Linked DNA regions of Mus musculus: region 1 is linked to region 2. The links are chromatin contacts, called in public promoter capture Hi-C maps. All regions are on one chromosome and are shown on one strand. Each heading gives the region's core, a stretch centred on a gene start, on an enhancer-like site or on the middle of the called end of the contact. The rest is flanking DNA. Distances are from core to core; before and after follow the strand shown.

Region 1 (5,083 bases), core at 748-3,247, 540 kb after region 2:
GAAAGCGAGGTCTCTTGGAAGGAACAGTCAACGCCTATTTGACAAGTCAGGGGAGGTTCTGGCAGGGAGAACTCTCTAAAGCTGATATCTGAATATTATAAGGACCAGAAAGTAGAAAAAACTGTTCCTAAGGAATGAAGCTGTGAGGAAGGAAAACTCAGGGCAAGAAAGAACAAGCAATGAAACCAGTGTGGAGGAGGTGGAGCTGGGGAGAGATGAGGTCTTTGTCTGACATGGTAATTTGAACTTGCTTAGCCCAGGGAATGGCACTGTTAGGTGTGGCCTTGATGGAGAGGGTGTGTCACTGTTGGGGTGGGCTTTTAGACCCTCCTCCTAGCTGCCTGGAAGCTAGTCTTCTGGCAGCCTTTAGATCAAGATGTAGAACTCTCAGCTCCTTCTCTAGCACCAAGACTGCTTGCACATGACCATGACTGAACCTCTGACATTGTAAGCCAGCCCCAATTAAATGTTGTCACATATGAGAGTTGACTTGTCTCTTCACAGCAATGGAAACCCTAACTAAGACATGTGCACACACTTTCACAGTATATAGTATTGAATGGCCAAACCTCAAGCACTATTTGCTTTTATTTTATTTATTTATTTATTTATTTATTTATTTATTTGAGACAGCGTTTTACTATCTATCTATGGCTGGCCTGGAATAGATAACTATTTATTTATTTATTTATTTATTTATTTATTTATTTATTTATTTATTTATTTGAGACAGCGTTTTACTATCTATCTATGGCTGGCCTGGAATAGATAACTAGACTAGGATGGCCTTGAGTTCACAGAGAACAGCCTATTTCAGCCACTTGAGCAGTGGATTCTAAAGACATTTATCACCACAACTGGCTCAAGCACAACGCTTAAATATTTTAAAATATTTTCTGTGTGTATGCCTGGTGCCTTTGGAGGTTAGAAAAGGACAATGGGTTCTCTGGAACTGGGTTTAGAAAAGGATGTCAGCTGTCATGTAAACACTGGAAACTGAACCCAGGTCCTCTGGAAGAGCAGCCCATGTTCCTTACTGCTAAACCATCTCTCTAGCCCCTAAAGCAGTAATTTGAAAACATTCCTCTAACTTGCAGGACTCCTAATGTGTGGGGTCTCACCCAAAGGTAGGGATCTGGAGGGGCTGTAAATATACTGGACCCCTCAAGACTATGGTGGGGGAGAAAACCGTCCAATTAAACAGAATTGTTTTAGACTAGCTTTTTACAGTAGTAGGCCCAGTGGACAGAACCAAACTGGAATGGAATCTTTTGTGCTAAGTGCCACTTAAATGAACTTGAAACAAGCTTGCTTTCTCCATAGTTCTGCTCAACACAATCTCCTTTGTTTAAACCTATAAGGATAGTACCCTAGAACTTGGGCTTTTCATTCTCTTTCCATTTCTCCCATAAGAAAATATGGGACGTCTCCCCATAAGCAGATCCATGCTGCTCTAGAACTCTCCACTAGCTCTAGGCTGAGTTTGTTCTGGTTGTGTGCTTTCTTGAGAGGGGTGGAATTTGGGACCAAATTCCAGACACCGATTCACATGCTACGCCATATCCCCAGCCCCTCGAATTTTGTCTTTCAACAGTCAACCCTTTTGTTCTTTTGTGTGGTCCTGAAATTTTAGCCCGAATAGAATCCATGTAACAATATTAAATTATTCTTAATGCTGTCTGAGAGAATTTTGCTAGCCTAAAGCTCCTGATCGTCTTGCCTCACAACGTCCTCCCAAGGCCTCGGGTTCAGACTGTACTTCCAAGGCCAGTTTTCGTCTTATGTCCTTTTTAAGAGACTTTGCATGTTAACAGTTTCCCAGTTTCTTTGGAGTCGGACAAGGACACTTAGAGCAACTAAATATCCCAGATGACCGTCCTGCTGCAGGAGTTCAGGCAAATGCCCTCAGTTAAGATGGCCGCAGCTGACTTGCCTTGACCTTTTCTCGCCTCAGCAAAGACGGGTTCAACAACTTCCTTTTAAACTCTGCTTTTCCCATAACAAAGATGGAGCCAGCGCTTCCGGTTCCGGGCTCTTGCGGTCAGCCGGTGAGTGACACGGGGCTCTGAGAACCTCTGCCGGTTTTTCTGCCGTTCTGGAGGGCGGTGGGAAGGGAGCGGGGAAGCGAGGAGGGAGGGGGAGGAGCGGATGGTTTATTCCGCCGGTTTCCCTGGCACCTGCCCCGCCCCGCCCCTCCGCTCCAAGCTCCGCCCACTGCGCTCTTTTTACCTCGCTCTGGAATTAGTAGAGATCAGGATTAGTTCCAGTCAATTATTTATTTTGGTTTTGTTAAGGCTTTTATGGTTTTGGTTTGCATATATATATAGTCTCTCTACATAGCTATGGTTGTCCTGGAATTCACTATGTCGATCAGGCTGGCCTCGAACTTACAAATAGATCCTCCTTCCTATGCTGGCATTAAAGGCGTGGGCTACCAGGGGTCTATTATAATTTTAAACAGCAGTATTAGTAACTTGATGTTTCCATAAAAATCAAAAGTGTAAACTACAGTCTGTTTTGTACGTTAGCCTAATTGTGCACTTGTGATAACCCTGGACTGTTCTCATCACGCCAAGGAAAACTATTTATTGAGGAACACAGTCCAGAACCAGAGAGCTTCGCTCCGCCCACCACTTGCCCCTACCCCAGTCCTGGGCTATGACCAGAGTGCTGTCTGTCTCTAGGGTTGTTTAATTTGCATTGTATATAAACGGAATCAAAAAAGTATGTGGCTAGATTCTTGGGGCAGGGATTTGCAAAGCTTGTTTTGGGGACTTGAGAGAATTGCATTCCATGGATGACTTAACAATGCCTATCTTTATGGAATCGTATTGCATATTCTTATTTTTATGTTGAAAAGGACCTTCCTGTCTGTTTTCTGAATTTCTCCATCAATTGCCCATCAGTGTGATTCTACTTTGGGACTTACCTTTCTCTTTCACTTCTATGTCTTTGTGTCAATATTCTTGTCTTCATTCCAGGATCTCCATCACATCTGACTTGCACTATTTGTTTTGTTTTGTAGGGATAGTTTGGGCATTAGTAACATCATATTTTATTTTTTATTTTGTTATGTTTTATTTTAGTTTATTTTTAGGACAGGGTCTCACTATGTAGCTCTGGCTGGCCAGGAACTCACTATGTAGTTCAGTGGGCTCTAAACATACAGAGCTGGGCTTATGTCTGCTAGAACTAAAGGCATGGGCCACCACCCCTGCGAATAGCACCATCTTAAGATACTGGCTTCTGGTGCACGAACAAGGAAGGTCTTCCATTTCTTTAGTGCATATTTAACATCTTGTGCATATTTAATACAGCCGTGTTTCATTTCTGTGCCCTTACAAATGGAAAAGGTTCTTAATTTTTCTTTTGAGGTTGTATCACTTGTCTAAAAATACAAGTGATTTGTGTATGTGTTTGGTCTTGTATCTTGCAAACTTGTGTAAGTTGTTTATTTAAAAATTTTTTTTTGTGGCTTCCTTGAGGTTTTCTATACAAGATCATATCTGATTTTTGTTTGATTTTTGCCCTGGGGATTGAACCCAGAGTCTGGTACATGTTAGGCAAGTACTTTACCACCAAGCTGCATCCCCTGCCCCTGTGTCCTGCAAAGGGGGATAATTTTATAGCTCTCTTTCCAACCTTTCACTGCCTTTTCTTGTCTAACTGTGCTGTCTAAAACTTCCAACACAACACTGACTGGCCATAGCAAGTGGAGACGTTCTCATTTTGCTTCTGATTGCAAGATGAAAGCATTTCGCTGGCCTCATTGAGCGTTCTTACTGTGGGTTTTCGAAACCACTCTTTTTGAGGTTGCAGAAGACTATTTCTAGCTTGTTGAGTGAGTAATCGAGAAACTATATTTGTCAAAAGTCTGCTTGAGTCTGTGGTACTCATCAGTAATGTGCTGGGACACGCAGAGGGCTTGGCAGGGGCTGAGGGCTGAGGCTGTCACTCAGTAGAATTAGTAGAGTGCTCGCCTCTCATCAACAAGGCCCTGGATTTGCTCCCCAGTCCTACATAAACCAGGCACACCTTTAAGCTCAACTCAGTGGGAGGGGAAAATAGGAGAGTCAGGAGTTCAGTGCCTCCCCCATACACAGCAAGTTCAGTGTCAGCCTGAGCTACATGAAACTCTAAAACAAAACAAACCAACAAGAATGAATAACATGATTTTAAAATAAAACAGATTTGAATTTGGTGGGGGGGGGGTGGAGGTTAGTTCCATCTAGTCCTGACATACAGTCATTTCCTTCTTTTTTTGGTGTGTTTGGGGAGGGAGGGTGGCTGTGGGAAGGTGCACAGGTTTGCTGAGTCTAACCGAGCCATACCTCCAGTCTCTGGAGCCATCTCCTGTGTGTGCACTGCTAGATGCTCTGTATGTGTGTCTGTGGTACAGGACTGTGTACTTCCTGTGATGGGACTGTGGATATTGATGGGCTGCCCTTTCCCTTTGTCTTTCTTCCTTTTTCTTTCAAAAGAGGAACTATGTGAGTTCGTTTTACAGGCCTAGCAGTGTAGTTTAGTGGTAAGGAAGGCCCTTGGCTGGTGTGCCTGAGGACCTGGGTTCAATCCCCCAGTTCCCTCTGTCTCATCGTTTTCTCCTGTGCACATTCGCTGAGTCTCAGACAGTATGTTTAGGAGAACACGTGCAGCTGCTTATTTTATGGTGCAAAGGATTCAGCTTTGCAGCACGATTTTTTGTTTCCCTTTGGCACAGTGCCCAGCATGGAATTTTGGGCATTTAAGTGATTCAAAATGCAAACCAAGACTATCACATCAGGTATTCTTTTCGTTGATGACACTCAGTTTGATGTTCTAACAAGGCTCCTTTGAAGGCAAGCAGAGTATGCTGGCTCATCTATGACCTCTACACTCCCTTCCACAGGCCTCCTGCGCAGGGTTACGTAACGGAAGCAGAAGCCAGAGGTGCCATGCAGAGGTCCCTGCTGAAGCTCCAAGCTCACTGAGCTGTTAGAGCGCCTGCAGAGAGACGGGATGTTCTGGGTTTTTTTGGAAACCTTATCTTTCCACTCCTTTTAGCAGTGATCAGCTGATACCTTGGCAGATCTTCTGCCTGCGC
Region 2 (5,473 bases), core at 1,303-3,802:
CACCTCTGCCACTCCCGGCTTTCTGCGGTTGCCTACAGCTCTCGGTGTGGGGCTGAAGCCTCGTGGACCTTTTCCCATCCTCTTTAGCATGTTCACTGGTGTCGTCCTGGCTCAGCTCACACCTGGACAGTCATATTGATTCAAGTACTTTTTAAAAAAAGAAAAAAACGTGTGTGGGTGGTGTCCCCGGAGCGTGCTGTCTCAGGTGTGTGCAGTGTTCATACCACAGAGGCCAGAAGAGGGCACTGGAGTCCCTGGAGTTAACGATGATTGTGAGACATCGTGTAGGTGCTGGGAATTAAATCCAGATCCTGTAATTTAAGAAAACAAGGGGGGGAGGGAGAGCAGCCAGTGCTCTTAACTGCTGAGCCATCTCTCCAGCCCTCTAGTTTGTTTTTAACTTTCTTGTTGGACATGGTGGTACGCACACACCTTTAGTCTCACTACTGGGATGTGGTAGATCTATGAATTCCAGCCAGCCGCGGCTGCATATAAAGACCTTGTCTCAAAATAAATCAATATTCTGTGTAGTTTTACAAGGCTAGGCCTTGCCCTTTATCCCAGGCTGGCCTGTCTTCTTCCCATCTCCACCAGCTGGGCTGAGTTGCTAAGATTATACATTTACATCACCACACCCAGCCTAATTGCTTTTTAGTAGAGGTTTTAATCTCAGCATAATGTGCCATACTCAGAAAACTAAGTACCAGGCAAGTATCTGGAGTAAGGGGCAAGGGGTGGAACTTTAAACTGGACCTTAGAAGCTCTCCCTGACTTTGAGGCTGGCCTGGAGCAAGTTTCAGGTCAGCCAGGACAAAAAGAAAAAAAAAAAAAAATGCCACTCAAACACCCACTTTCTTTCCTCCCTTTTTTTTTTTTTTTTTTTAAGGTGGTGGTGGTCAAGACAAGGCTTCTCTGTGTAGCCCTGGCTGCCCCGAAACTCACTCTGTAGAGCAGGCTGGCCTTGAACTCAGAAATCCTGCCTGTGACTCCTGAGTGCTGGGATTAAGGATTCGTGCCACCACCGCCGGGCAAACACCTACTTTCTTACAGAAATTACTTCCCACAAGAATAAAACAGTGGTGGGAGTCGGGGTGATGGAAATACTCTGGTATAAAAAGAAAGAATCAGTTAACAGTTGAGCAAAAGACATTGTCTAGAGAACAGATACCTCATGCCTCGCTGATGTCTGCCTGAGGATGCTCAGGGCCTCCTTTTAACTAACTACCAGGTGTGTCATGAGTGCTAACACGGTGGACAGCCTCAACTGCCCAAAGCTATTAACTTTTGGATGAGCTAAGCATAGAGAGTAGTTCTAAAGTGACCCTGATAAGGTCAACTATAACCCAGCAGAGAATCCTGAACTTCTAAGAGGTGAAGAAGGCCTCTCACAAACTTCACCAGAGTCAAACACCTTAAAGGAGCAGGCCAGCAAAGTCACACAAGATGAAAGGGCAGATGAGAGAAACGGAGCAGGTGAGGCCTCAGCCCAATAGCACTCAAACAAAAAACAGAAAAATTTCAGCCACCTAGCCTAGCCTTCAGAAAGGAGAAAACTGCCTAAGGGAAGTCACATGGCCAGTTAATGACAGCTCAAACCAGGCTGTCTCAGGACTCAGATACCAGATCCTCACATCCCTGGCCGCCTTAGTTCAGAGGACCCAAGCGTCAGAAGGGATAGCATCTTCGCCATCATCCGGTCTCCCAGCACCGCAAAAAGCAGACTAACAGCTACTACAAATGCCCCAACCCCAAGTAGCCTTCAAAAAGCTAACTTTCTTCCCTGTGCACTTGCCCTCACCCCTTGCGCTGAAAATCAGGAGTTTCCCATCAGACCCGCTTAAAGCCCCTCATCCGGAATGAAGGCCGAGTTCCCATAGGCTACACATCTAATGGGACATCTCCGGCCAAACGATGAAGACAATTCTTCACCTTCAAGTTATCACACTCCAATGTCAATTTCTCGGTCAAGAGCGCAGGCAACAAGGCGACCCCGGACCCCTGCGGGGCAGGCCAGCGTGAAAGGTCGCAAGGTTGGTGCAGCGGCATCTAAAATTACTCCGTGTCGCCTTCCGCAAAGAGGGAAGGAAGCCAGACTGGAAACAGCACCGCCATCCCCCGCCCCTCGGGCTGACCCTGAATCCCCGGGCGCGGGGATGCGGGGCGCACCACCTGGGGAGGGGCGCGCAGCAAGCCACGCAGCACGGCGAGCCCACGGTGGCTGTCCCGGGGGCACCCGGCGGGGCGGCAGTGAGCGCCGGGGACGCACGGCCTGACACTGCAGCCGGGGCCGCCGGGCCGCGCGAGCCGGCGTGGGGGCGCAGGCCGCGCCGCGGGTGGGTGACAGCGCGCGGGGGCCGCGCGGGCCGGCCTCGTGGGCTCGGCGAGCAACCGGGGCTGCCGGCAGGTGCTGCCGCGGACCCGGCGTGGGGCGTGGGGCGCGGCGGCCCGGCTCTCACCTGCCTGCAGCTCGCTGGGCTCGCGTCCCGCCGATCGCACCGCTCGCGCCGCAGTGCCTGCCGCCGCCTTGGGTCCCCGCGGCAGCCGCCTGCAAAATGGCGCCGCGGAGGGGCGGGCCGGGGGCGGGAGCCGCGCAGCCGCCCGCCCCGCGCGCCGGCCCCTCCCCGCCCGACCCCCGGCTCCGCCCGCGCGCCCCGGGGCGCCGAGCCGCAGACCCTTCCCCACACACCTGCTCCGGGGGGGCCGCCTAGGATGCTCGACGCTCGCAGGCTCTCCCCTTCAGAGCCTCCTTTCTACCCTGCAGGACCCCAAGCCCTGCAGTAGCTGTGGGGTGACAGCGAGAGGGGTGCAGTGTACCCGGCTCAGTGGGTAACCCGCTTTAAAGCAATTTCGCGGCGTATCCAATTGGGCCGTCAGGCTTCCGAACTCGCTGGGGAAAGAGAGCCTCCTTGCTTATGCTGACGCGGGAGAAGACACACCAGGCTTGATTTCTCTGGGGCGTGTGTTCTGATAGAGCGGGTTTGGGGGCAACCTGCTATTCTGTATTTCTCAAGTGTACCCCCCAAGGAATGCCTGCTGGATGGGCACTTAGGCTGTGAGTCAAAAGGCCGCGTGTCAATAAACACATAGCACTTAGGCCGGGCAGTCTTGCCCAGGGGGGCATCATTAAAACTGGGTACCACCCCCAGCGGTGCTGAAACTGAAGTGTGGCTTCGAAATTTGCATTTCCAGGAAGTTTCTAGGTGATGCTGCAGGCGGTGGTCTAAGATACTAACTTGTAACTAAACCACGTTCTTACCTCCACCAAAACAAACAAAACCCTAATAATTAGCTCTCTCTTCTGTCTTCCATCTTGAAACCACTGTCTTGGTTGTTTTTCTAACCCAGTAATTCCTTTCATCCCCAAGCAACTCCGGAGAGCCATAAAGAATGGTCGACCACAGCTGACCTCATCTTTAAAAACAAAAAGCAGATTTTATTCCTGAATTGTTTATGTTTGGCAGTCTTGAGGACTGGTAGCACACTGATCAATAGAGGCATGCCGTAACCAGCAAAGACGGGCATTTTATAAAGTAGGCTAGTGCGGACGAGCTGAGAGAATCAATATATAATTCTCTAAGTCTCACACTAAAATAAAACCAGTGAGGCTTAGTGGTGCACACCTGTAATCCCGGCATTTTGCAGGCAGAGGCAGGAAGACGATGAATTTGAAGTCAGCCTGGGCTACTTAGACTCCTGTCTCAAAAAAAAAAAAAAAAAAAAAAAAAACCCTAAAAAACAGTAAGTTGAATTGTAAAATCCAGCATACCCTGGAAGACCATAGGTTAGTATTTCATCTTCACTGAAGATGAAGAAAAGAGATGATTCTGTAACCAGCACCAGAGAAGCACACAACTCTTTCTATGCCAGAGTTTCCAGCCACCCTTAAAAACATAATGTGTGTGTTCTGCTCCACAATATGGAACCTTTTGGAATAGAAGGCCTGTTCCAAGATCAAGAACCCCTGATCTTTTCAGTTCATCTCTTTTCTTCATTTCCCCCCATATATATTGTCTCCCACTCCCTAACTCCCCCTTTATAGTTTTACCTCCAATCCTAAAGCACTACCTCACTCCGGGTTTCCCCCCTCCCTCCCTGGTTTCCTGCATCTCTTCCTCCCCCACCCTCCGCACTCAACAAGCACTATAAAGCACCATCAGTCTCCCGCTTTCTCAGACGTCATCTGTGACCTTCTAAGTGCCAAATCCTTTTGCCTGTTTACAGATCTTTTTTTTTTTTTTTTCCTTCCTTGGCTTAGTAACATTCCATTGACTAACCCCCTCCTGGAGATGTTTTTATGTGATAAAGCCACTCAGCCTTCCTGACTGTCCCACTCTTTTCCACCCAGGTTGGTGATGGAAGGATTTCTCAGGTGTGGGCTTCTAAAGACGTTGGTCCCCTTGATGCCCTTTTCTCCTCAGGCTCCCCATGCTCTCTGCTTCTCACCACCCTCTTCCCCCATTACCTCTCTTTCCAGACCAGTCATTTCTGAACTTCTAGACACACTTCCCAAATGTTTCCAGAAACTATAAATGCCCCATTTGTGTGTGCCCCCCCCCCAGAGTGTACATGTACCGAGTCAAAAACTGTCGATCAAAACTTTCCAAGCATTGGCGAGATTCCTGATTTGATAGTGCCAAGATAATTATTTAGGGCACTTTTGTACTGAATGTATGCAGAGCCTTCCCTGTGTCTCTCTGTCCTTCACAGAACACAATTATTTACATGGTATTTGCATTGCCTTCGGAAGTACAATAGTCTAGAGAGGTTTCTGTAGGTTACAGGCAAACAGTGTATATAAAGATTACCAGACTAGCCTAGCTGAAGCTTTCTGTGCCCTGGGGCCAGGGGTCCTGAAACCAGCCACTCCCCTGCACTGCAGTCATCCCTAGTCTCATCTTTCCTTCACAGAGTGTTCTTTATCTGAGTTCTCTGTTTTTGCTACCCCAAACCCTGAAGTTGTCTTTGACGCTGTGTCCACTCAGTCACCTGCAGTCAGCTTGAACAGGGGAAGTGTTCTGTACCTGCAGATACCGTCTCTTGTTTTTAACTCTCCAACCTCTTAAGAGCTGCCTCCCAAAACCATCTTTGTTATCATCTCAAAACACAACTGACCATTTGACATCCCTTCTGAGAATCCTTTGGGGCCCCTTTGTCTAAATAATGACCCAGCAAAGATAAACAGAATCTAGTCTCTTCCAAAGCATAACATTCAAGACCCTTGACTTTTTAATCTCACGCCCTCCCTTTCTTTCTGGACAAAGTACTACATTTTACCACTGGTGAACAGGAGGTGACATCAAGGGTTTCCCTGACTTCAACTTTTCAAGGCTCTAATGAGGACTGAGTGCGGTCATGCATACAAAAGATTCACTCAGTGCAGTGACACACGGGTGACATTTAATTCTTTGGCCTTTTTCAGACACAGTTTGTTTTATGTAAACGCCAGAGAAAATGTTAGAAATACTCTTGAATT

The links. Promoter capture Hi-C pulls out the DNA fragments that hold promoters and counts their contacts.
Region 1: a contact with region 2 is called in a promoter capture Hi-C map of pre-B cells, with 4 times the contacts expected there. The contact joins the promoter of Shld1 here to the promoter of Slc23a2 in region 2. A contact is called at or near these places in 3 of 39 promoter capture datasets (liver, neural stem cells and pre-B cells), 1 of 484 Hi-C or Micro-C datasets (embryonic stem cells) and 1 of 115 datasets of contacts at active chromatin or transcription factors (embryonic stem cells).

What each region holds. Positions count from the first base shown.
Region 1 is chr2:132,684,934-132,690,016 of GRCm38.p6, forward strand. It overlaps Shld1 (shieldin complex subunit 1), which reads left to right and starts at 1,998. Exons shown (of 3, transcript NM_001358260.1): 1 at 1,998-2,048.
Region 2 is chr2:132,142,556-132,148,028 of GRCm38.p6, forward strand. It overlaps Slc23a2 (solute carrier family 23 (nucleobase transporters), member 2), which reads right to left and starts at 2,553. Exons shown (of 16, transcript NM_018824.2): 1 at 2,457-2,553. Gm14051 (a long non-coding RNA gene) reads left to right here and starts at 1,024. Exons shown (of 3, transcript XR_866753.3): 1 at 1,024-2,030.